7 separate regions of the Mus musculus genome follow, and regions 2, 3, 4, 5, 6 and 7 are each linked to region 1. Evidence: chromatin contacts called from public HiCAR-type, HiChIP or PLAC-seq and promoter capture Hi-C data. All regions are on one chromosome and are shown on one strand. Each heading gives the region's core, a stretch centred on a gene start, on an enhancer-like site or on the middle of the called end of the contact. The rest is flanking DNA. Distances are from core to core; before and after follow the strand shown. Region 1 holds the start of Selenok (selenoprotein K). Region 2 holds the start of Ercc6 (excision repair cross-complementing rodent repair deficiency, complementation group 6). Region 3 holds the start of Tasor (transcription activation suppressor). Region 4 holds the start of Ccdc66 (coiled-coil domain containing 66). Region 5 holds the start of Erc2 (ELKS/RAB6-interacting/CAST family member 2). Region 6 holds the start of Arhgef3 (Rho guanine nucleotide exchange factor (GEF) 3). Region 7 holds the start of Appl1 (adaptor protein, phosphotyrosine interaction, PH domain and leucine zipper containing 1).

Evidence for each region. Promoter capture Hi-C pulls out the DNA fragments that hold promoters and counts their contacts. HiCAR-type assays count read pairs that join an accessible place to other places. HiChIP or PLAC-seq counts read pairs in DNA pulled down with a chosen protein or histone mark.
Region 2: a promoter capture Hi-C map of pre-B cells shows a contact between it and region 1, with 2.8 times the contacts expected there. The contact joins the promoter of Ercc6 here to the promoter of Selenok in region 1. A contact is called at or near these places in 1 of 39 promoter capture datasets (pre-B cells) and 1 of 484 Hi-C or Micro-C datasets (CD4 T cells).
Region 3: a contact with region 1 is called in a HiCAR-type map of astrocytes, with 7 times the contacts expected there. The contact joins the promoter of Tasor here to the promoter of Selenok in region 1. A contact is called at or near these places in 2 of 39 promoter capture datasets (cranial neural crest and embryonic stem cells), 3 of 484 Hi-C or Micro-C datasets (B cells and the G1E-ER4 cell line) and 3 of 115 datasets of contacts at active chromatin or transcription factors (astrocytes, embryonic forebrain and large pre-B cells).
Region 4: a contact with region 1 is called in an H3K27ac HiChIP or PLAC-seq map of extraembryonic endoderm stem cells, with 12 times the contacts expected there. The contact joins the promoter of Ccdc66 here to the promoter of Selenok in region 1. A contact is called at or near these places in 3 of 39 promoter capture datasets (frontonasal cranial neural crest, hippocampal neurons and pre-B cells), 1 of 484 Hi-C or Micro-C datasets (muscle stem cells), 4 of 115 datasets of contacts at active chromatin or transcription factors (astrocytes, embryonic stem cells, extraembryonic endoderm stem cells and 1 more) and 1 of 9 other capture datasets (embryonic stem cells).
Region 5: a contact with region 1 is called in an H3K4me3 HiChIP or PLAC-seq map of embryonic forebrain, with 5 times the contacts expected there. The contact joins the promoter of Erc2 here to the promoter of Selenok in region 1. A contact is called at or near these places in 1 of 39 promoter capture datasets (frontonasal cranial neural crest), 5 of 115 datasets of contacts at active chromatin or transcription factors (astrocytes, embryonic forebrain, embryonic midbrain and 2 more) and 1 of 9 other capture datasets (embryonic stem cells).
Region 6: a contact with region 1 is called in an H3K27ac HiChIP or PLAC-seq map of embryonic stem cells, with 4 times the contacts expected there. The contact joins the promoter of Arhgef3 here to the promoter of Selenok in region 1. A contact is called at or near these places in 4 of 39 promoter capture datasets (embryonic stem cells, hippocampal neurons, liver and 1 more) and 1 of 115 datasets of contacts at active chromatin or transcription factors (embryonic stem cells).
Region 7: a contact with region 1 is called in a promoter capture Hi-C map of pre-B cells, with 4 times the contacts expected there. The contact joins the promoter of Appl1 here to the promoter of Selenok in region 1. A contact is called at or near these places in 2 of 39 promoter capture datasets (liver and pre-B cells) and 1 of 115 datasets of contacts at active chromatin or transcription factors (astrocytes).

The regions. Positions count from the first base shown.
Region 1 is chr14:29,967,076-29,970,172 of GRCm38.p6, reverse strand. It overlaps Selenok (selenoprotein K), which reads right to left and starts at 1,793. Exons shown (of 5, transcript NM_019979.2): 1 at 1,637-1,793; 2 at 57-147. The coding sequence starts at 1,655.
Region 2 is chr14:32,511,241-32,514,781 of GRCm38.p6, reverse strand. It overlaps Ercc6 (excision repair cross-complementing rodent repair deficiency, complementation group 6), which reads right to left and starts at 1,261. Exons shown (of 21, transcript NM_001081221.2): 1 at 1,183-1,261.
Region 3 is chr14:27,427,373-27,430,840 of GRCm38.p6, reverse strand. Tasor (transcription activation suppressor) reads right to left here and starts at 2,007. Exons shown (of 24, transcript NM_001114879.2): 1 at 1,457-2,007. The coding sequence starts at 1,772. It overlaps Gm52095 (a long non-coding RNA gene), which reads left to right and starts at 2,214. Exons shown (of 4, transcript XR_003951011.1): 1 at 2,214-2,299.
Region 4 is chr14:27,506,640-27,509,941 of GRCm38.p6, reverse strand. Ccdc66 (coiled-coil domain containing 66) reads left to right here and starts at 1,482. Exons shown (of 18, transcript NM_177111.3): 1 at 1,482-1,520; 2 at 3,227-3,291. The coding sequence starts at 1,510.
Region 5 is chr14:27,620,555-27,624,002 of GRCm38.p6, reverse strand. It overlaps Erc2 (ELKS/RAB6-interacting/CAST family member 2), which reads right to left and starts at 1,596. Exons shown (of 20, transcript NM_001347497.1): 1 at 1,389-1,596.
Region 6 is chr14:27,334,725-27,338,139 of GRCm38.p6, reverse strand. Arhgef3 (Rho guanine nucleotide exchange factor (GEF) 3) reads right to left here and starts at 2,103. Exons shown (of 10, transcript NM_001289687.1): 1 at 1,871-2,103. The coding sequence starts at 1,963.
Region 7 is chr14:26,968,472-26,972,011 of GRCm38.p6, reverse strand. Appl1 (adaptor protein, phosphotyrosine interaction, PH domain and leucine zipper containing 1) reads left to right here and starts at 1,461. Exons shown (of 22, transcript NM_145221.2): 1 at 1,461-1,611. The coding sequence starts at 1,558. It overlaps Gm41114 (a long non-coding RNA gene), which reads left to right and starts at 3,204. Exons shown (of 2, transcript XR_874477.1): 1 at 3,204-3,540.

The sequences.
Region 1 (3,097 bases), core at 544-3,043:
CTATGAGACTAAATAGCAACACTTGGTCTCAATTAAAGAAATGCTTTTATACTTACAAGAAAACCACGAATTCTGCTATTCCCCAGAAGAAGTCTGTTAGGAAAGACACTCTCCATGGGGACTGATTCCTGCTGTCCAACACCTGACCTACAGAATTAAAGAAAGAAACTGAGGTAAGTGCCACAAGTCCACAACTCGGCGCTGCCTTTAATCAGCGGAGCAACACCAATGAGCTCAGCTTTTGACTTGTTGGCTTCTTCAAGCCAGTCAACATCAGAGGTCCACTGTGAGTGCAGTCAAACTCTGGGATCTAGCGTTCACTCCTTCGATAGATGTCTACTTTCAGTATGTAATTCTCGGAGGCGAACTCATTCTAGGCATCTCTTTGCCATCTCCTTCTCACTGGTAAAATGCACATGACATTTTAGTGGCGAGATGGATGCAGCAGAAGAACACTGATCACTTTTGAGTGCATAGCTGTATGAGCTAGTGACCTAAATTGCAAATAACAGAATCTGCGAGCGCTCGAAACTGAAGATGGAATGATGATGCTTCCTGTAGTGCCCATCACACCACCTATCCCAAAGCTTTGTAATCAGGAGGTGAAATCCTGAAAAAAGCCGAGAAATTCAAAGTGCTCTCAGCCCTAAGACTTCTGCTAATCGCCCTACTCTCTAGAGATACAGAGATGAATCTGATACAACCACACCTATTTCCAGGGCCCCAAGAGAGTCTTGTAGAAATGCGCCAAGGAGTCTCACCTAAGTCACACAGGTGGGCAGATGGTTCTGGCACTGATACGACCTTCTCAGGCTGTATTTTTTTCTTTTCCAGTAATTGGAGACTTGCTTCCCAAGTTCTTTCAAACTGGGTAAAGTCTTGGGCTTAGGACTAGCTACACTTTTAGGGGAGAAAAATCTGTCACAACTTTTGTATTGCCTGGCGTGGTGGTGCTTGCCTTTAATTTAATCCCACTACTCCGGAGTCAGAGGCAGGAGGATCTTTGGGAGTTAGTGGCCACCTTAGCGTACACAGTGAGTTACAGGGCAGATAAAACTACAAAGTGAGACCCTGTCTCCAGATTTTATTTATTTTTTTCATATTCTTGCTAGTCCTGCATCACCACCATCGCCATCATTATTGTACGCATTATAGAGGCAGTATGGTAGGTAATACTGGAGCCAACCTGAGTTCAATTTAACCTAAATTTCATATTGCCTTTGTGATCTTTAGCGAGCTAGTCAATCTATGTCTCAGTCTGCATCCGAAAAACAGGGATAGAAATACACCATCTGAATAGAACAGTTACAAGGATGAAAGAGATGCTAGGCAAAGAACGCGGCTCTAGCGGCCCAAACAAAAGCGCGTTGTATCCGGACCGGGTTAGCGTCTCTGTCATTCCCGGGTTAAGGACACCCGCGCCCGGGATCACTATCGCAAACCCACAATCGGAAAATTGGCTGTACCAGGAGGCTTCAGGGTCCCCCAGCGGCACCCGGGGACCTTCTGGGCTGCGCCTCGGCTCCCACCGCCTCCGCTTCCCACTCCTTCCGGCCACTGGTGTGGGGGAGGCCGCCCCAAGCTCAGGACCCGGCGAGTCAGGACAGAAGCGGCCCAGGGTAAGGCTCTCACTCACCATTCGAGATGTAAACCATCTTCCCTCCGGTTGCCTGCTTCCTAGCGACAGAGAAGACCGGACGCCCCTGTTGTCGCCGTACCTAGCCTCCCGCCCCGCCCTGTACGTCACAGGCCACTGACAGACCCAAGTCAGGCTAGAGGTGGGTCGAGCCCATTGGCTGCTGGGAGACCACTCCTGACTAGAGGTTCCGCCCAGTCACACAAGTAACTTCCGCTGGCGTGGATACTGCCTGAGTCAGGAGACCGGATATGACGTCTAGGAGAAACATTGTTTGAGGGTCCTTTTCCCCACCCCCCTCACTTGGTTCCGGTTTGACCGAGAGTCTTTGAGGCCACAGCACTGCCGACCGGAAGTTGCTTGCTAGTTGGCAGACACGCGCAGGGTTCGGGTCCGAGGTGGCTCGAAGGGCTTGGAGGGCGGAACGTTCCTCAGCTTTCCAGATGTGTTGCTGTCTTTTGGAGTGGCAGGGAGAGGCTCTGAGGCGGTGTCTGGGACATGAAGAGCTTTAACCATCAGGTTTTGCTGAACTCACTTTTAAGTCCCTCTGGACCGTATTCCCTTTAAGCCGGTTATTTCTGCTCTCAGTTTATTTGTTTTGCTTTTTTGAAACAGGACTCACACTGTATTCCTGGCTCTGAGCTCACATTGTAGACGAGGCTGGCCCTAAACGCAAAGATCTGCCTGCCTCTGCCTCCGTAGCGCAGGGATGAAAGACAAGCCTCACCACACCCAGCTGGTTTTTGTTTTTGTCTTTTGTCTTGTTTTTGTTTGTTTTTGATTTGGGATCTGTGTATCCCAGGCTGCCCTTGAACTCACTTTGTAGACCAGGCCTATACCAGTACTCATGTGGCATAGGCAGGTGGATCTGTATAAGTTCAAGAAGTGGAATTTGTTATTTTTCGAGACTGTTTTTCTGTGTAGCCCTGGCTGCCCTGTAACTAGCTCTGTAGAGCAGGCTGTTCTTGAACTCAGAGATCCACCTGTCTCTTGCCTCCCAAGTGCTGGGACTAAAGGTGTAACCAACACCCAGCTAAGAAGTGGCATTTTTAATAGCTGTAGAGACACAACTAGGGAAAATCAAATGAACTTCAGAATGACAATTTCCTCTGCTTGTCAGCATTGTAGACGTGACATATGCGTTAGAAGGCAGGTCTTGGGCATCCAGTAAGTTTGAAGAAAATTCCTTGCTGCCCCTGTTGTGTTTCCTTTGTGGTGCGGGGAGTGGGGGTGAGGAGAGGGGAAGGGAGGAATGAGGTGTGCAGTCAGTACAGAAAGGGAGAGTTGGGTGTTTTCCACCTTATTGGACTGGCTAGGGAGCTCTGGCCATCTGCCTGTCTCATCCTCCAGGATAGGTCTGAGTTGTGTGCAACCACTGTTGGCTTTTACATGACTGCTGGGGATTCTAAAATCCAGGCCCTCATGTCTGTGTAGCAGTCACTTTACCCACCGAGCTCTCTT
Region 2 (3,541 bases), core at 12-2,511, 2.5 Mb before region 1:
GTGAACTAAATCACACACTGACAAAATTACTGACTCAATCAAATGAGGCATGAGGCAGTTCCCCCTAGTCCCCTGGGAGGCCAGGCATTTAAAGAAAAAATGGCTTTAGTATAGATATATACAAGGGCAACTGTGGTGATGGCCATAAAAAGAAGTTACATAACTCGGCAATTAAGAGAGACCTAAGTAAAACTGTGAAGGTAAGGTGTGAGGTGGCCTCTCTGACAAAGTGTCACTCTAAAAGATTAATGAGATTTGATCAAGGTCAAAAGCAGAGTTAGCATCTCGAAATGAGATAATGAATAAAGGCTGGAACTCAGTGAGAACTTTGTAACCAAAATTCAAGAGCTGATTATAGTATTGCTCGCTGTGTAAATCTTTCAGTCGTTCCAGAAACATCTAAAAGTTACAAAGCTAGGAAACCAGACTTGTGACTTGGGTTTTCTACGGCCACAACCAAGCTGGATTAGGGTCTGGAGAGTTATCTGTACATAAGTACGGTGTTGAAGCGAGAAGGGACAAGTTACACGGGTCCGGGGGCGGGGGGTGGGGGGGTATGCTCTTAAATTATATTTCACTGAAATGGCTCTCAAAAAGTTTAAGGATGCGTGACAACAGCAGGACCCAATTAATGCTCGTAAAAGACCAGTTTTGGATAACAGAGAAATAGCAGTGCAGTGCTAATAGGATGAAGTCAGGAGGAAAAAGACGAGAGGGCTCGGAAGAGAAGGACAGCGGTGAAGATGACACCGCGAAGGGTACCGGGTTACAGCACTTACAGCTCTGTCCCTCCCACTCAACTTTGCATCTTACGGAAGGCGCCGGGTATGCACCACCCTGACTCTCCCTCTCAAGGACACCATCATCGTCATCCAGACCCACCAGAGCCCTGTAGGCCCTGCACGCCGGGCCCCATTCACAAACCCAGAAGCAAATGCAAGGGGCTGGTCCGCGCCCCCACTGCCCCGTGCCCTCCGCTCAGGTGAGAGCCGGCGCCACACGTCACTTCCGGTTTCAGGTGCGCCTGCCGGAAGATATCCGGCCCACGGGCGAAGCCGCGGCTCGCTCGGACGGGCTCCGCCGCAGAAGGCTAGACGCCCACGGCGCGGGGCCACAGCCTCATGGAGAGCCCGAGGCGCAAGTACTCTCACCCGGCCTTCTGTCCGGCTGCCGAACACTCACCCAGAACCACGCGGCTGCCCAAACGAATTCTTCGTCGCTACCGCCGCGACGGAGCGTTGAGACAAACCTTAGCGCATGCGCCCTAGGCCTGTGCTAAGCACCGCCTCTGGGGGCGGGCAGGACCAACGGCGCCTGCGCCTTGCTGAGCCGTTTGTAAGCAAGGGTTTGCCACGTGCGTTGACCAAAGGGAGCCGCGCGTGGCCTTTGTCCTGGGCTAGGTTGGACTGTGTGGTCAGTCTGTAGCCATTTGAGCGGCTTGTATCATTCTTGACAAATGTTATCTAGTTTTATGAATTAAAAGATATTAATAAGTTATTTCTCCGTCACCACCGGTGAAATAAGCCAATTTAAACCAGATTATACTAAAGGCAGGTTTATTGGAAGGCGGTTGTCTGTCGAGTTCACTGGCCCCAAGGGTTGAAGTCGCCATTGTGGGGGTGGGGGTCGTGTATGCGTAGAGAGAGAAGGAGAGAGCAAAATGCCTGGATTTTTTTGGGAGGAACCTCTGAGGGAAGGGCAGCCCAGGCCCTGGGCTGGGAAGTTCAGGGTTATGGGGCAGGGTATGCCAGGTAGGGACTGAGACATGGTATGCCAGGTACGGACTGAAGGATGCTGGGAAAACCTGGAGGCTTTGATATGTAAAATACGCATCTCAGTCCCTTGTCCCTGGGTCTGAAACCAAACTTTCTTTCTTTTCTTTTTTTTTTTTTTTTAAATTTGGTTTTTCGAGACAGGGTTTCTCTGTATAGCCCTGGCTGTCCTGGAACTCACTTTGTAGACCAGGCTAGCCTCGAACTCAGAAATCATTTTTAGAGAAAGAAAAGGGAGTCTGCCAATGAGTGACTAGCTAAAGGTGCTCAAATCCTTTGCTTTGACATCCTCACCTCACCGCCTTAGTCATCTGGCACATCTTAAAACCGAAGAGGAAAACGTACCTTTATGACCGCTCACCAACACCACCCCAAGACCTGGGCAGAGCACCTGAGTGCATGTACAACATGCAGGTCTACAACAGATGGCTTAACTACATTAAGTCACTTAATACTTGTTAACTAATATTAACTATCTAAGCCAAGTAGTAACATTCTTTACCCAACCAAGAATCCTGGAGGTGGTCTCGCTTAGGTGAGAATTTACAAAGAAAAAGCCCAGTTTCCCAAGAGGTAGCTGAATTAAACTGGGAACTAATTAGCCCAGAAATGCCAAGAATAGAGAAGGTGGAATTGTCAGGGTCCTTGGCACGAAGTCCAGTGTAAAGGCACAAAACTTTGGGGGGCAGTAGTGAGAGGCTCCTCACTGCCATCCCCAGCAACCCGCCAGTTTATGAAGCAGAGTCAAAAGATTTCATTAAAGACATTTTAATCAGGGCTTAAGCTCAAAGGTTAAGGAAAGGAGGGGCTCTGCGAAGCAAGTGAAACACACATATATTCGTGCTTCTCAGAGAGCCACGACTGTCATAGCATTAGCCAAATAAATATTACATCTCAAGAGATTGCTAAGAATTCTCTGCACACACCACCCCTCCTATTATCCTTCTCCTAGTAAATCAGATTATAAGGTAACTCTGGAGATACCTTGGGTAGAAGTAAAACCAGGCTTGAGCTGACCAGGTGGCCACCAAACCTCAGGACCTGAATCCTGTCTTCAGGACCCACATGGTAGAAGGAGAGAACCAACTCCCACACCTTGTCCTCTGAACTCCAGGCATGAACATTATCTCTGTTCTCCTTCTCCTGGTCTACTCCTCAAGCTTATAAAGCTAAATTATAAAACCCCTGCCTGTGCCTAGAGGGATGGGATCATTTCCCCTGGCAGTGGTCTCCGAGCCCGCTCTTCCCCATCTCTGCTCTCGCCTATACCTGTGTCTTTACCCAGGTGCCCGTCAAGGACTTCGTTTCCTAACTGTACCGGGGTATTAACAACACAGTTGGAACCACTGCTGTGCTTGTGAAGTTTCTTACATAGGTCTGATGGAAGACCTAACTGTATCACCTAACAACCCTGCCCAACATGAAAACCCACAGCTGACCCAGGCATGGTGGCTCGTGCCTTTAGTGCCAGCTCTTGGGAAGCATAGGCAGGGAATCTTAGTCCAAGGCCAAGCTGCTCTACAGAGCAAGTTCCAAAATAGTCAGGGCTACACAGAGAAACCCTGGCTTGAAAAATCAAAAGAGGAGGAGGAAAGTAGTTTATGGTAAGAGGATGGCTCCTGTGCCCACCTGAGTACTACAGACACCAGTCTCTAGAACCAGAATTTGGTCTGTGCTACCTGTGTCTTACAAAAGCCAATGAGAAGAGACAGGAATTTTACCTTCAAGTGCTCTACTCGGAGATTCTCAGCTAAAAGCTAAAAATGTCC
Region 3 (3,468 bases), core at 758-3,257, 2.5 Mb after region 1:
TGTGCCACTTTTAGTATGTTCAAGGGCAGTCATTTTAGAGCAACTTCTGGATTTGGCTTATGAAATTTAAGAAGTACATACTACCTTACTAAATTTTCAAACAGAATCCTAAAGGACTCTAAGCCAGTTTTCTGGTCCCTTTTTAAAGTCTTGTTTTAATGATTTGTTCAAAGCCTTAGTCATTTAAAATCCAAAATAGGATGTCAAAAAGGTTTGATACAGCTTGAAACTGTTAAGCCCTTACTACATTATGAGGCCCTACTTAAAAGTACTTCTCACCTTTTCTACCAACTGGCGGTTGGGGATGAGTATCTAACTTTTCTTGTATCAGCACAGCCATACACACCTTAACGACATCAAGTGAATTCACTGTCTTGCCCTACACCCTAAAGTATTACATCATTTAAAGAGTATTTCTAGAAACATTCACTTCAGCCGGCAAAGATCAACTTCATCCTTCTCTGCATGGTTTCTCATGCTATTTCCTTCGCTTTGTCATCCATTTAGAAAGGAACTTTCTTTATACTTTCATAATCTCAGTTGTGCAGAGAGTTGGTTACCCAGATGCACGGTTCCAATCAAGATTCTAAATCTTCAGATATTCAAATGACAAAAAAAAAAGATTTGGGAAATAAACAATTAAAAAAAAAAACACGCAGTAAGAAGGTAAGTGTTTAAGTCAAATCCAGAAAATTCCAAATTATCGGACAGTCAAAACCTACTCTAAGAAAAAAAAAAGTGTACGTTTTACAATATGGCACTAAGATCTCAAAAAGTAAGCAACCCAACTGTTCCTATAATCGTTTAAGAAAAGTCATTCTAGGCTTGGAAGTTATACAGAAGAACCTACGTAAGCTAATGCTTTTCCAAAAAAAAAAAAAAAAAAACTACATGGAAATGAAGTGTGATGGAAAACTGCATGGAGCGCATATACTAATGGAGAGTTTTCTAAATAGAAGACGCTGACATCGAGCACATTTCAAGTAGACACACAGAGCTGAAGAATTTCCACAGTGAGAAACACTTGTCCTTAGAACGCAGTGGCCTTGGAGAAAGCCTCAGAATCCATGGCCACAGGCTACTTCCACAAGCAGACTTCTCAGAAGCATCTTTAGGAGGCCACCATCAGCTTCTCTGCCTTCGGGGCTTGGGGGAAAAGAGGGGCACCGAGCACCATCTTTCCGCTCGGGGAGCCGCAGCCTTATGGAAACGCTTCAAACCTGAGCTACTTCCAACTTCCACGGGGAGAGGGGGAGCGGCGGAGCGTGGTTCCACCCTATCCTCTCGCACCAAGGGCGGCTGGGCGGCCGTGGCCGTGAGCGGAGAGGCTGCTGGCGCTTGCGTGCGTGTTTACGTGTCTCGGATGGGTGTGGGGAGAGGAGACAGAGAGGTCTTAATGAAAAAGATGGAGGGGGAGGGAAGCGAGAGAGGGGGTGGGAGGAAGGGGAGGCACCACCTTTCTTTTCTCTGCTCTTCCTGGGGATCTGAAAACTCCGCCTAAAAGGCCTTTCCGGCTCTTCGGCGCCTTTGGGCAGAGCGGCCGCGGCCGCTTCGGAGGTTTGCTGAGGCTGCTCGTGGCCGTAGCTCCGGGCGGCTTCAGCTGCCGCGGTCTCCTCAGGCCCCGCGCCGCCGCCGCCGTCGCCGCCGCCATTTTGTAGGGAGGACTCAAGCTCCGGAAGCGCTGGCTTCATCCCGTCGTCTCCGCCGCCGCCGCCGCGGCTTTTCCAGCTCGCGTCCGTCGAAGGGGCCTCCGTCTCCGCGGCAGTCGCCATCGCGCGGGCGTGAGGCGCTCCAGGGAGCTTCCGCCCACAAGGTCGACGGGCGTAGGGGAGGAAGGGCGGCGGGCCAGGCCGCCGAGGTCTCGGCCCACCCGGCCCCTCCGCCCCCGGGGACCGCACTCCAGCCACAGAGACGCCTCTTAACCGCCACCGCGGCCCTAAGCGTGCCTCTCGCCCCGGGAGCTGCTCCGGATTCGGGCGGCTTTTCAACCGGCCCTGGCTACCCAACGTGCTCGCGTCGGGCCCGGGAGGGGGCGGGGCCTCGGCGGACCCGCTCTACCAATAGAAATGCAGAGCCCGCCTCCGCGACTGCAGAGAGACCGTTCCAGGAGGGCGGAGCCTCGCGATGCCGAGCCCGCCAAAAGAGGAGAGTGCCACGCCCGGGGAAAGCGTCGACGCCATCGCTTCAGAGTGAGGGCTTGGGCTTGGCAGCATTCTGCGGATTCCTGGGCCCTGCCCTCTCCGCACTGCGTTTGACGGAGGCAAGCCCAGAGGACGTCTTTCGGACAGTACTCTTGCAAGTAAGCACCTTCTTTCCTCCGGAGGTCTGTGGACCAAACCCGGCACATAATTGGCTGATCCTGGTCGTGTGATCGGTCTGCTCTGAGCTGATCTTCCAAAGGACCAGAATTCGAGCTCCAGCCGACATAGGACAACTCAACCAGCAGTTAGTCACTTCAAAGAATCCAAGTCCTTTTCTGGCCTCGGAGGGCACTAGGTATACGTGTGGTGCTCTATCATAAATGCAGGCAAGCCACCTATATGCATAAAGACTATAAACAAACAATAAGAAAGGCAGTGAAGAGAGATAAGAAAATGGCCTCCAGTGATAAGCAGGGTGATAACATCCTATTCCATCCAGACTTTCTGCTTTCCCAGTAGATCACGAGCACTGGTCGTACTCCAGACCAAAGCACTACATAAGCAAACATTCAATATTTGGGATTCTTCCGCACAATTTACAACCTAATGATGGGAGGCACGAATGCTCGCACACCTAGAAGAATGTTCGACCACCTAGAAGAAAACAATTTGATAGTGAAATGAAGGGAGGGCCTTTCAATAGTTTCTTTCTAGGTAAGGGGTTCTGAGTTACCATCTGTATAGACACATTCTCACAACAGATACCAAGTAGATGCTTTTGCACAATTTAAATGTTGAAATTTAGGCAAATTGAGATGACAAAAGCCAGGTCTAATTTCATCCAAAGTATTTATACAGCCTAAGGCCTAGTTTTCAAGCAGCTCCGGCCCAATAATGCATTTGATGAAGAAACACGGGATACTTTTTACTCAAGATCTCTAAGCAACAGCAGCAGGACGCCCAGGTCTTTGTCCCCCAACACCTCAATATTACTGAAGGAATTGTTAGGCCAAGATAATAAACTGCAAAAGAGCCACAGCCTCTGTCAAGTGATTGGTACTTGAAGAGCTCTCCAAGAGCAGCAGAGGATCTGGGATAAGCATCCATTGTTTGGCATCGTGTGTAGTGTAAAACCTGCACCTCTGTGAACCAAATCAAGGAAAAGTGTATGTAAATCAGTTATTAGTAAACAGGGTAGGTGCTTGGGATTTAGCTGAGTTCACGGAGATTGCCTAACATATACAAAGTCCAGGTTTTAATCTACCAGCACCAAATGAACTGAGCATGGTGGCACACCCCTGGGAAGGTAGAAGCAAGAGAGAAATTC
Region 4 (3,302 bases), core at 233-2,732, 2.5 Mb after region 1:
GTTACAGAAGTGTACCAGACATCAACTGTTTCTCTGACACTCACTTTGGTACAGGATTCCAACGGTGTGTGTGGCATGATGGGGAATTGCCCAGTCTTTGAGGATTTCTGTTGCATAGGACTAGACTATCCTCCAAGCCCAGCTACCACCATCTTCAGGATGCTTAAATGGGCCTGTCTGCATAAGATAGCACTCCCTGATAGCAGGACTGGATAGGGAGGTTCGTGGGACTCCCTCCTGAGCATCCCTCTCAGCCAACCAAATCCAATACTGCTGTAATGACACGTGGGCTCTGGGAACTCAAGGGGAGCAGATGCCCAGCTATCACATCCAGCCGTGAGCTTGAGCTTGTCGCCAGCCTTGCTAAGTGCAGACTTTACATTTACTTTCGGATTGCCCAAACTCCTGAAAACCCTCCTGCATGCTCCGGAAGTGACCCTAATAATGTCTCTACTATTGGGATCCTAGGAGGAGGGAGGTAGACATTGCCTTCTTTTATTATTATTATTATTACTAATAATAATAATAATTTATTTATTTGGTTCTTTTGAGACAGGGTTTCTCTGTATAGCTCTGGCTGTCCTGGAACTCACTTTTAGACCAGGCTGGCCTCGAACTCAGAAATCTGCCTGCCTCTGCTTCCTGAGTGCTGGGATTAGAGGTGTGCGCCACCACGCCCGGCTGACATTGCCTTCTTACACTTTACCCTCAGCAGCTTCTTTATGGAAGTGACATTTGTTTATTTTTATGTGGGGATTAGTGGGGGTGGGGATGGGGGTAGGGATGGTGGTGTCTTGGAACTCACTCTGAAACAGGCTGCCGAGGGTGCGCCCTCCCCGACTCCAGTCTGACACCAGGATTGATATAGCTGCAGGAGGCTTAGCCCCCTGACGTGAGTACTGGGATTCTCTGGAAGAGCAACAAGTGGAATTTTGGGCTGAGTCTAAAAGCGTCAGCTGGGGTTATACACATATTCACATTAGATATAAGATCTGTAGTATAATTGTTAAGTGGTCAGTGACCCAGGCAAGTCCTTTTGCCTCTTCGTGCCTCAGAGATAGCACTGCTAACGACGGATATACGAGTTTGGTCCACACTGTGACTGTTGCTGCAGTATTTAAAGAACTTCAGCCTGTAAGGTGTGGGAAGCACGAAGAGACAGAGACATATACTCTGTGTCCTAGGCGTCACAAGTCCTTCAACTAAATAAACCTCTCCTCCAAATATAAAAGAGAATGGTTACATCTGTTGTTTCTGCCTATTTGGAAACCTCCATTAGAGCCAAGGCGGCTCCCCAAGGTTGGCGGTGATCACGAAGAAACCGCAGACGCCCCCGGAGAGGGATCTAGAGTCCGGGGAGGCCGGCATCAACGAACGGACCCGCCAGCATGTCCCACTGTGATTGGCTCGGCTGGCCCCCGGCAACCAATCAGCATAGCGTTTGTTGAGCAGCGGCAGCAAGCTGGGTACACAAGTGACCTGAGCGAGCTGCGGGTGGGCGGCGGGGCCATGAACCTGGGGTAAGCCGGCGGGGACTCGCTGGGCTGTAACTTTCAGCCGGCGCGTGGCGGCGGGCGGGGTTCCGGGTCCAGCGCGGACCGTGGTGTTGGAGCGCCCCGGAGGGGAGATGGCGCCCCAGAGGGCGAGATGCTCGGGGAGCTACGGCTGCCCCGTACTGAGCTGGAGCATCCTCAGCTGGGGCTGGACCGAGTCTGGGGTGCGGTCTTCATCTTCAGAAGTTCATCGTTTTAGGAAAACCAGCCACCAGACCTAGACGTAACCGCGCATCCAGAAGCTGAATGTTAGGTTCTCTTCTGGGAGTTTAGAAATCAATGAGGCAGCCTGCCCCGTAAGCTTGCGGGGCGGTAGTATAGAGACTTAGCAACTTCAGATTCATTCAAGAGGTTGCCTTCTAACGTACCCATGAGCTGTTTGTAGTCCTGCAACGGGGTGGCCTCTGACAACCTATATCTCCCAGATTGTTTCCTTTTACAAACGCAGGCACTTTGATTCTCGCTACCAAAGCAACTCTGAGTTTAAAGTTGCTAGTCAACCTGCTCGCCCTTAATTTCTTGGTTTGGTATTTTCTCTTTGACGTTGTCGTCATTACTGTTCATAGACACATAACGCCCACCCCGTTCCCACCCCACCCCCGTAAGACTGTGTAATACTGTGTGTAGAATCCCATCAGAATTTTGTTGACTTTAATAGACAACGTAAGTTTTGCTGGTAGTGTTTACCGTTTCTTTATGGTGGCGCTTTTGACATGTAAAGTGTCATATTAGCCAAAGTTTATTGTTTATTTATTAAGATAGTAATAGAGTCACTAAAGCAATCGTGTAGTATATGAAATAGTCCAAGTTGTGTGGAATTCTGTATTTAAGCAGCCGTCACATTGGTGACCATTTTAGCCATCTTTCAGTCGCGTCTATTCCTCCTTGGAATCTGTCAGTCATGAAATTGTTAAAAACAAAACAAAACAAAAAACGCATAAATAGCTTATCTATGTCTTGTACCTGGCTAAGGAGTTCTGGTAGCAGCATGGGACTTTTGGTATAGAGCTGCAGGTTAAAGGATGCTGCAATAACTGGGTTGCTTTATTTCTTACCAGTAACAAAAACCAGGTTTCAGGTTAAACATGACACATGCTGGCCTCACTGAAAAGTTGTAAGAAAGTCTTTTGTATTTTTTTCCCTCTTAGGTTAAAAAAAATGTGTATGTATGAACACATATATACACATACTTTTTAAATACTTATTTTAATTTTATGTGAATGGGTATCGTGCCTGCATGTAAGTCTGTGGGCCACTTGTGCTGGTGCCCTTGGTGACCCGAGGGGCCTTTACAGACACTTGTTAACTGCAATGTTGGTTCTGCTTGCCAAGAATAGACAGTGCTCCTCACTGCTGAGCTGTCTCTCCAGCCTTGAAAACAATATTTTAAAATTTAAAGACTACTTTGAGGGAGGTTCAGGCAGGTGAATCAGGAATTCAAAGCCAGCCTGGTCAACCAGCCTGGTCTACATACATAGTGAGTTTGAGGGCAGCTTGGGCTATGTGAATTAAAAGAAACAACCAACCAAAACCCCTGCTTTGATGGTCATGTGATTCCTGTATACATTCAAAGGTATAGGTTTACTTTCAAGGTTCATATAAATATCCCTGGCTGCTATTTAGTGAAAGTTGTTAAATTAAACTTGTCAAAACAATTTTCTTTTATATTGCAGAGATGGTTTAAAGCTTGAAACTGAATTACTGGATGGAAAAACCAAGTTAATACTGTCCCCATATGGTATGCTGTGT
Region 5 (3,448 bases), core at 347-2,846, 2.3 Mb after region 1:
GGGTAGGGTGACCACAGGAGACGGCGAGCCACACCCTTCTCTAGATAGCTCAACAGTAAGTGCATCTCTTCTAAAGAAGACTGCGATTCTGAAGGAAAGGTAGATCATTCCAACCTGCCGTCCCAGCAGCCAGCCCATGCCCGCTTCGCTCTTTATACAGATTGATTTCATGTTTAAGCCAACGACCTCGGCATCCACAGCTACAACTAGTGACGGACAGGAAAGACAGGAGGAGAACACAGGTTGAACATACTTGCTTCTAAGCCCATTGTCGAGGAGTTGGCTTCCCGCTTCTCTGCTTCTCACAGCTGGAGTCCTACCTGGTGGAAACCAATGGTTAAGTAAAACCACTGATTTAAAGAGCCAACCAGGAAACTAACCAAGACAAGTGGGAGCAGCCCTCCTCTCCCGAGCATTGATTGGCTCTTGGGGTTCCACCGGTCCCATTCTATACACATAAGTGGCAGGTGCGGCTGTCAGTCACGAAGAGAACTGACAATTCACCGCTCTGGGAGTAAATTGTCTTTCATCCAGCAAAGGCAGGTAGCCGCCTAAAATCGATCTTCTCCTAAGGGAGCGGACCCTCCCTCTGGCAAGGAGGAGAAAGACCCCTAACTACAAAATAAATTATGTAGGGCTAAACAGGGGAGAGTTTGTGGGTACTATTTGATTTTCACACACCGAAAGAGCCCTTATTCTTCACTGTCCTAAAAATGATCTTTCAAAGGCTCATACAGGAATAATAATAATAATAATTTTTAAAGGTACCTCCTTGTAAGTACCCCTTGTGTAATTAGGAGGTGGGGAGAGAATCGGTAGGAATGCTGTTTAATTTCACATCGTATCCTTTTTCATACACCACCTCCTACCCCTCCCCAGTAAATCATCTTCATTTTCCCAGGCATGAATTTTTCTTTTTATAACCTGCATCCCTTCCCCGCCCCCCTTTCCCCTGGAGCCCACCCAGACAGCCAGGCTCACAACCCCTGAGGCTGGGGGGTCCTGTCTTCTCCACTTTATTCAGCTTCCGATTCTGAGAGACCCCCACCCTCGTGAACATCCCACCCCTCCCGGCAAGGTAGTCAGCAAAGGGGGCGGGGGGTCGTCTGCAGAAAAGAAAGGAGAGGACAGTGAGGGTGGCTACGGGAGAGAGACTGCGGGAGGTGGCCCGGGGCGGGCGCCTGAGGAACTGTGCACTTGTTCCAATCCGGGGGTTTAGAGAGAGAGGCAAATCCGCCCTTAGGCCGCCCCATCCCTTCCCCCGCCTGAAATAGCCCCGAGGAAGGCGGCTGCGTCTCCCCTCAGCTCCCCCGATAACGCATTGCAGCTGCCCACGAGCGCCGGGGACCCGCACGAGGGAGCCGGGGCCCCCAGCGTCGGCGTCTCACCTTAGCGATGCTCGCCCCGGCGCGGTCCCACATGGATTTTTACAACCTCGCGTGGCTGCGGCGTCGGGCGGCCGGGAGGAGCTGGAGCGATCAGGAGCGCGAGACGGTGGAGCGCGGGCAGCGCGGGGAGGTGGTGGGGAGGTGGAGGGGAGCGCGGCCAGCGCCGAGCGCCGGGGCCGGGCCGGGCGGGGCCGAGGGGGCGGCGCCCGCCGCAGTCCCGACACGCGCGCTCACGGCCGCTCGCCCAGGCCCTGACTCACATTCCCAGCATTCCCGAGGAGCCTGGAGGGGCCGCGGCTGGGACCTGGGCACCTCCGCGGGGGGCAGCAGAGAGTCGAGTGCGCGCCCGCTCCGCAGCGCCTCCTGGCATCCTCCTGCCCGAAGCACCTGACCTCCCAATCCTCCCCCAGAAGCCCCTCCAAAAGCTGCCAGACACTTCTGGGGAACAAAAACAGCCCTTGCCTTTTAAGTTAACCTAGAGAACTGGGGTGAGGGTTCCTATGCCCTAGGACCATCCATTCCTTTGCAGGTCCATAGAAGGATGACTCCACAACACATCTACTTTATTGCCACCTCCTTGTCCCCCAAGGAAAAGCGAGATAGAAAAGTGAAAAGGAGAGCAATTCAGGCTCCTGTTCATCAGATGCATTAGGTGTCTCGTCTGGTTCCCTTTTAAATTAGAAAGATGGGCCCTGAGTTCACGCAAGCACACACCGCTCCAGGTAAAGTGCATGAGAAAGTGTGCAAGGTTTTCACGGGCAAAAGCTTCCGCTCAACAAGAAGTCTTGAACCCCTGCTGCTGCCACTTGGCACCAGGGAGGGAAATGGAAACGACAGAGGTAAGTAGTCAATTCCAGAACAGCAGCGATTTCCTTTATGCCCTGATGAGTGTGCTTCCAGCAACTTCAGTGGCCACATAAGAGTGGCTCCTGCTGGGAAGCTCACACATAAAGCGATCCTGATCCAGCAGTGGGGTGAGCAGAGGGAAGAACAGTGACTGGGGACAATCCTTCCTCCCACCCTGAAAAGGAGGACCTCATATGCTAACTGCTCAGAGAACAGGAGGATGCCTTCCTTTGGCAGCCTAAGTGTTTTTGCCTTTAATAGCCATACCATTTAAGGTTTTCCATGGCCTCCGGGTGCTCATACTCTTCTTTCCATCCCCAACAAATAGTGCCCATTCCCCTAACCCTGGTACTTGAAGGACAAAACCAAACTATATCTATTGTGTTCTGTCCCACATGGATCCTTGGCAACCTGGTGTGTTACATGTGAGAACCCTTTTGAGATTCTTGACATACCTCATGCTGAGTAGTTTCTGAAATGTGACTGTGCTAATTTGCTTCTCTGTTGCTGTGATAAAAACAATGACCAGAACCAATTTGGGAAAGGGTCGGCTTACATTTCCACTGCACAGCCCATCCTCAAGCAAAGCCAGGGCAGGAGTGCAAGGCAGGAACCTGGAGGCAGGAGCTGAAGCTGAGGCCATGGAGGAGCACTGCTTACTGGCTTACTCTCCTGGCTTGCTCAGTTTGCTCTCTTACTTAACCCAGCCAAGACCATGAGTACAGGGGTGGTACTGTGGGCTGGGTCCTCCCACATCAGTCATCAATCAGAAAACCGCTGCCACAAAGCCAATCAGATAGAAGCCAGTCCTCAGCTGAGGTTCCCTCTTCCCAGGTGACTCGAGTTCATGCCAAGGTGACAATACTAACAGCACAGTGACAGCATGCTTTAAGTGTGTGTGCACCCACACAGGCACACAATGTGCAGATATCTGTGCACATTACACTTACATTTTCTCAATCACTCTCACAAAAACTGTAAAATGGGTAATATCTTTCAGAAAATCCAGGTGACATATCCAAGATGGCACATTTATAGATTTTTTTTTAAATACAATGTTGAACAGTCACTATTGATGGCCTTCATTCTCTCTATTCCATTGACCTGTAAGTTCTAAATAAGAATCCTTGAGTGTTTAAAAGGTAACATTATATGTATGTAGGCCGAAGAATAGTTTTCACACACACGCACAAAGACTCATGGTTTCTAACAGA
Region 6 (3,415 bases), core at 854-3,353, 2.6 Mb after region 1:
CTAGCCTATCTTCATTATTGGGAAGTGATTTATAGCTGACCAACAAAGTCGGAGCCATCAAGTTGTGTAAAGTGTACTTTGATTATGGTAAAGACAATTATATTAATAAAACTCAATGGTGATCCCTGAAAAATACCAATATTCCCCAAAAGCACTCACCTCCCATCCTTGTTTTTACATAATTACATCCCCACAAAGGGAAAATAAGATATACTTTATTTTGTGGATCCTATTAGTAGTGAGGAAAATTAGCATAACTGTTCCTGAAATGCTACAGCACATATATATCTACAGACTATGACTAACAAGGGAAGAAGGAATAAGCAGACAGGTTCACTCAAGCCTTTACCACAGGACCCCAAAACTCAAGACAAAAAGATGAAAAAAAAAAAAAAAGCCTGGTCAGAATTCCCAGCGATTTTCACTCTTATCTTCTCTGGCCCACTTTAATGTATTAACCAAACCAGGTATGCTTTATCTCCTCCCAGGAGTTGGAGAAGCCACCAGTCCCATTGCTACTGAAAACTCATATCCATTCTAGGCTCTATCAACCTGAACTCCATGACGGTACCAAACAGATGAGAGCCCACTACACTTCCACAGCTGCTGAGACTACAAACTCTACAAATATTCAACTAGCTACGGAAAGGCCAGAGGCTTATCTTGTGCTCAGCAAACAAAAAGGAGGATCTAACCAGAATCTGGTGGAGTCCTGTTGAAGGGAGGCAATCTTGTTGGAGGAAATGGATCTCTGATGCTACCAACCCCCAAAACACACCTATACAGAATTCAGAGCGTCAAGGGCACACACCAAGCAGACCTACATGTGTTGTGTAGGTGGAATCAACAGTGCTGTGACAAGGCGGGACACACACCTGCCTCCAGCGTCACTGCCCACCCCGAGTCTCTCAGAGTGAGGCAGAGGAAAGTGGAGAACGAACACACACACACACACACACACACACACACACACACACACACACAGACACAGACACAGACAGACGACATGATGAGCTGGTCCTACGGACTCCACCACAGCAAAACTGGAGTCTGATAAGACAATTAACTGTCTTCTCTAAAACCTTGAAAAAGAATGAGAATCGTCTTCTCCCCCAACTGAACCTAACCAACTTCTAAGGGCAGTCAGCAATTTGCCAGAGACAGGACACATGGGGGTGGGAGAGGAAAGCCTAAGAAAGCCAAACTGAGAGGACTCCCTGGATTACCCAAGGGCACTGCCCCTCTCCCCGCGCCCAAGTTCCCAGAATGGGAACTGTTTCTAGCATTTCAAGTCAGCTTCCCATTCACCAACGTTTTAGCTCGTTTTCAGCAGTCATGAAGGAGAGCCTCAATTACTCATTTAGCTCAGACCCAAAATGAACGACACCCTTCCCCCAACCTCCTTTATTGGTTACTTGTGACAAGTAAAGGTGCCCTGTCCCGCCCTTGCTCTCAAACAGCTACAAAACCAAGTGTGTCTGGTGAAATGTCTGAACCGGTCCCCAAGAACTTAGCTCTCTTAACCCCGGCCGGGGACGGGGAGACATTGCTTTACGAGGCTCTCTCTCGACACCCGGGCCTTCCTAACAGGGCAGCGGGTAGGTAGGTGCCTTTGCAGGCTCTAGACAGAGACTGGGGTTCGGTCTGCCAGTCGCTCGGAAGGAAAGAAGCAGCATCAAAGATCTGCGGTTCCCGAGCTCAGGGAGCAGGGCAGCGATAGAGGACCCACAGAGAAGGCGTGAGAGGGAACACTTGAAGGGGCGATCTGGAGAAGCGCAGCACGTGGGGGAGACGGAGAGAAAGCGAGCGGTACACAGGGTGAGGTGGCAGAGAAGCCCGGAGGTGCAGGTGTGTGGAGGGCGCGTCCTACCTCGTCCTTGGCCACCCCGCTGCCCAGGGGCGCCTCCAAGCTGCAGTTTGCCCTCTTGACAGTGAGGTAGAAGGGGTAATCCTTGGCCACCATGGCGGCTGCCGGGCCTGCCCTTTGAGATGTCACCGCTAATTTCAGGCGACAACAAAAATCCCGGGTAAAAGAGGGCCCGAGCTCCACGATGCAGGCGACGGCGATGCGAACACCTACAGCTGCTTCTTGCAGAGTGGACCTGACGCCTAAGCTCCACCGGGAAGGGCGGGGCCGCTTTAAGCCATGCCCACTGAGGGAGGGCGGGTAGGCGGGACTAGAGAGGCCCACCCCGCCCTCCAAGGAGCGCCAGGTGCGAACTTACAGACGCCTCCTGAGGCTGGGGCGGTTCTGCAGACTTTGGGGACCTCAGGGGACGCTTGCGTGGAGCTGCCAGACCCCAGACCGCTACATAGCTTGTAGCAAGGAAACCAGGACCCTAGGCAAACGCTGATAGAGCAGGGGGCAAGTCCCAAGCCAGGCTCTCACTTTCCGAGGGGTTAGGGGAGGAAACCTGCGTGTGCAGGGTTTCTCTACATCTCTGGCTGTCCTGGATACATTTTACTAAAAATAAGCTTTAGTAGGTAAAAGCAGTCCAAACAGTAAAATGCACCCATTTTAAGTGCAGTTCAAAAAGCACCGTGAAACCAAGCTCCAAAGCTGAGAGACAAATACTTTCCACCACGCAGTACGGAAGGAACGGAGTCCCCTCTAACCATCCCCTCTCCTCCCCCACCACACAGGCCCCTACACCTACAGCCTACACCCACGCTGGACTGATTCAGTCTGTTTCCAGCTTAGAGCGAAGACCACGCTTTTGGGGATCTTTTCTGGGGAAACACTGACGTTTTAAATGCCCAAGAAGTAATTACAAGATCGTTGCTGCAGCCCAGACCAACCTATAAAAAAAAACCAAACACACACACACACACACACACACACACACAAAACCCCAACAACAACAACAAACAAAAAACAAAACGAAACAAAACAAACAAAACCCTAAAAACAATGGTAACAGTCTTTAGTAAGAGTATTTAAGTAAGCTTTTCTAATTATAGAACACCACCCCATAGAGATCAGAGAGGAGAAGGGTCTATGGGTGTGAAACTGAAAGAGTTCCTTTATGTTGGCCTCAGTTGGAAAATAATTGCAAAAGGCTGGGAATGCCGGGCTTTGGGAGAATAGTTATCAAGTGTGAGGCTGTGAGTTCGATTCCTAGTATCCAATGTGTAACAATTCGGAACAAAGCAGTACACAGTTTGTGTTCAAAACACAGCTACAAAAGAGTTTTTCTTTCTTTTCTTTTCTTTTCTGTCCTTTTCTTTTGTTCTTTCTTTCTTTTTTCTCTCTTTCTCTCTTTTTTCTTTTCTTTTCTTTTTTTTTTTTTTTTTGATATTCTCTATAAAGATATACTTGGAGGTCAACAACATTGAATGTCTAGAAGAATCTGAGACAAGCTTACACTCTCCCTGGTGGCAGAGGAGAAACATCTGGGATAGAAAAGGTTAGTAA
Region 7 (3,540 bases), core at 212-2,711, 3.0 Mb after region 1:
ATAGAGAATTTAAGGAATGGATTCGCATAAAATGGCTATACCACTGAAGGTAATTCCGTGGAACTATAATTCAAGTCTACCATAAAACGTCTGAAATGGGGCTGGTGAGATGGCTCAGTGGGTAAGAGCTCTTCCAAAGGTCTGGAGTTCAAATCCCAGCAACCACATGGTGGCTCAAAACCATCCGAATCAAGATCTGACTCCCTCTTCTGGAGTGTCTGAAGGCTGCTACAGTGTACTTACATATAATAAGTAAATAAATCTTAAAAAAAAAAAAAAAACTTCTGAAACAAAGTTTTTATCTTTCAAGAGACCATGGGGAAAATCTGGTAAACTCACAGCTTCCTCTTCATTACCATATTTGGATTTGCTCCAGTGTCTGGATTTGGGTCGAAGCAGCTGGAGAAGCAGGAAGCTAATACTCTTCTCCCAGCTTATCGTACTCTTTGAATGACAGTGGAATGGACTAGTGGACTAATGGGTAGATTTTTTTGGGAGATATTAATGATTTTGCCAATTTTTTTGCATATCGGTAAACTCACTGTACAACACTTCAGAGAAATAACGTGTGAAGCTGGAGAAAAGGGTGCATCAAGGCTGAATCCATAAAACACAACACAACAAAACAGTGTTAGCCTAGTCCTTACATGTCAAATCTCCAACTGTGTGAGCTTCACTCTACAGTCAAGGAGACCAGAGAAGTTCTTTGAGTCCTGCCAAACCTGACAATCGGTTTGCGAGAGAAGCCCTTTAATGACGGAAGGAAGTCCTCCGATAAATGTATCTTTAAATTTTTTTATTAAAAAAAAGTTTTCCTTTGTGATATACAAGAAATATAGTGGTCGTATTTTCAGCAATGACAAACTTGAAGACGAGGTAAGAACTAATGATTTGTCAACAAAATCAAGGGTTTTAAACTGATGCCGATAGGCAGGTGTCCAGGAGAAAAAAAAAAGTTTAGGGTCTACTACTCCAAATTAACTGTAAACCCCGTTAATGACACAATTTCGGATTCCACAGATTTGTGAGTTAACGCTCTTTGCAGGAGATAAGATTGAAAACTTGGAGCAGGGTTGGGAAGGTTATGACGCTAGGTGTAGGGATTTTTTTTCTTTGGTTGCTGACGAAATATGGTGCAGAAGTAAAACTGCCTCAGGTCCCCTCCGGCGGTCTTCACTCCGGGCTCAGGTTAGCTGTGCGCTAGCGTGACTCAGACAGCCCCCTACGTATTCAACTACGCGCGCCCGACGACGGAGGTCGACATCCCCACACTGCTCGGCCCGCACGGCCACTGCTCTGGTAGAGAACCCGCGGTCGGGGAGGAATTCCCGGTCAGCCCCGTAGCGGTGACAGACGTCGCGGCGAGCCAATGGGTGAGCTGGAGGCGGGGCTAGTGGGCCTAGGGGGGGCGGGATTTCCCGCGCGGCGGCCGCTGAGCTCTGGGCTGGGGCGGCGGCGCCTGCGAGAGGGCGGGCCGGGTCAGCTGCAGCAGGCGGGGCCACGCGCGGAGCTGTGGGCGGCTGCCGAGTGTCCTGCCGCCGCCCAGCCTTCGCCACGATGCCGGGGATCGACAAGCTGCCCATTGAAGAGACCCTGGAGGACAGTCCGCAGGTGAGGCGCGAGCGGCGGCTGAGGAGAGCGCGCGGCCTAGCGCGGGCCTGGAGCCTCAGGTGCCCGTGGCCCAGGTGGGCGCCGCCGCCCGGGGTCGCTGTCTGCCGGGGCCGCGCCCTACACTCCCGGGCCGGGCTGGAGGCCCGCGCGTACTCGCGCGGCTGGGCCACGGGCGGCCCGGAGACCGAGCGGCCGTCACTGTCTCCCGTGGGGCCTGGCGTTTGAGTCCGCGCCGAGTCGCCTTTGCATTTCACGGGAGGTGCTGTTTTTATCGCGATGATAGGATGTGAGATAAGTCCTGTTCGTGGCGTTTTCGGAGGAGGCCCGGCATTCGGGGGGACGGCAGTGGCTAGTTTTCTTAGGAAGGGTCTGCGAGGCGGAGTGTGCAACGCCGGTGGAAGCAGGAGTGCGTGCCTTGCTCCCCGTGCTGTGTCGGTGCCCGAGTCTCAGGCTGGTGGCTGTCACTTGAGCTGTGCACTGCGGGTGACGGAAGGCGCCTACGCTGCTTCGAGGAGGCTGAGCTTTGGGTAGCAGATTGGCCCGAATAAACTCATCAAAATGAAAGCCCTGTTTTTGTGCGTTAGGGATGATGCTGGTGTGGTTGCTCTGGCTGAAGACAGTTTGGGAAAAATAAAACGATTCGTTGGATTTCTTTTTCAGTACTTAATGACATCAATTGTGTTTTAAAAGGTGTTGGAGCCTCTAACTTGTGTAAACTTCATCTTTACGCCAGCCTTTATGTATAGTAAGGGATATAAAACAGTGTTGCAGGTAGATTTTTAAAAATATTGCTTGCTGAGAAGTACATACTTCATAGGCATTTGTAGTTTAATAAGTGGCCCTCCAACCAAAAAGAGGAAAAGAGAAGAGCTAGCGCTTGTTTTCCTGGATGGCACTTTTGTCATGGATTTTGTGCCAATTTTTATTTCAAAGTTAGAATTGTGCTCTGATTGTAGAATTGATTTATTCTTTTCTCTGAAGGCAATCTTTATAGGCCAGTTGCTAGGAGGTAATGTACTCTTATCAGATAATGTGAGAAAGAGAAAGCCACATATTTGTTTATCTCGTAGTTTAAATTGTGCGTAATGATTTTTTCAGTGTAAAGCCTTAAGATATATTTATTTCAGATGATTTGCTACAATTTTGTGGTTGTGTTAGTCAGAAGAATTTTATCATTTTTCTTTTTTTTAAGTTAAGACTCAGTATACTGTCTGAACTTCTTTTACCCAGCTGACTTTTTATAGCCCAATAAAGACTATAAAGAGAATGGGTCACACAGTGCCCTATCTATGATTTTCCATGTAGAGATAGTCCTGCATTTTCAGTATAAGTAGTTTACAACTTGAGTCAGACTCATTCTGTAGCTCAGACTAGCCTCAAACATGAGCTTCCTCCTGCCTCTGTCTGCTGAGTACTTACTGCAAAGCTTGAACCATAAGTATTTTCGGTTGTTATTGTTGTTGTCTTTTAATTTAAAATTTGTTTTTAGGTGTAAGGGTGTTCCATTTGTGTTTAACAGAGATTAGAAGAGGGTGTTGAATCCCCTGGAACTGGAGTTACTGATGGTTGTGAGCCATGATGTGTTGGAAATTGAACCTGGATTCTCTAGAAGAGCAGTCAATGTCTTAATTACTGATTTATCTCTCCAGCCCATTTTTAAATTTAAACTGATTTCTTTGGTACTGGGGGCTGGATCCAGGACCTTGCAGTTGCTAGGCAAAGCTGTACTACTAAGATAAATCCTCAATTTTGTTTTTATTTATTTATTTTTTGTGTGTATATGTGTTGCGCATGTATGTATGTGTTTGCATCTCTGTGTATATGTGCTCATGTGCATGGAGACTCAAAATTGAATAATCTTCCTTGATTGCTTTTCATCTATTTACTGTCACACGGTCTTACTCAGAGCCCTGGGTTTGAAGAAGCTTG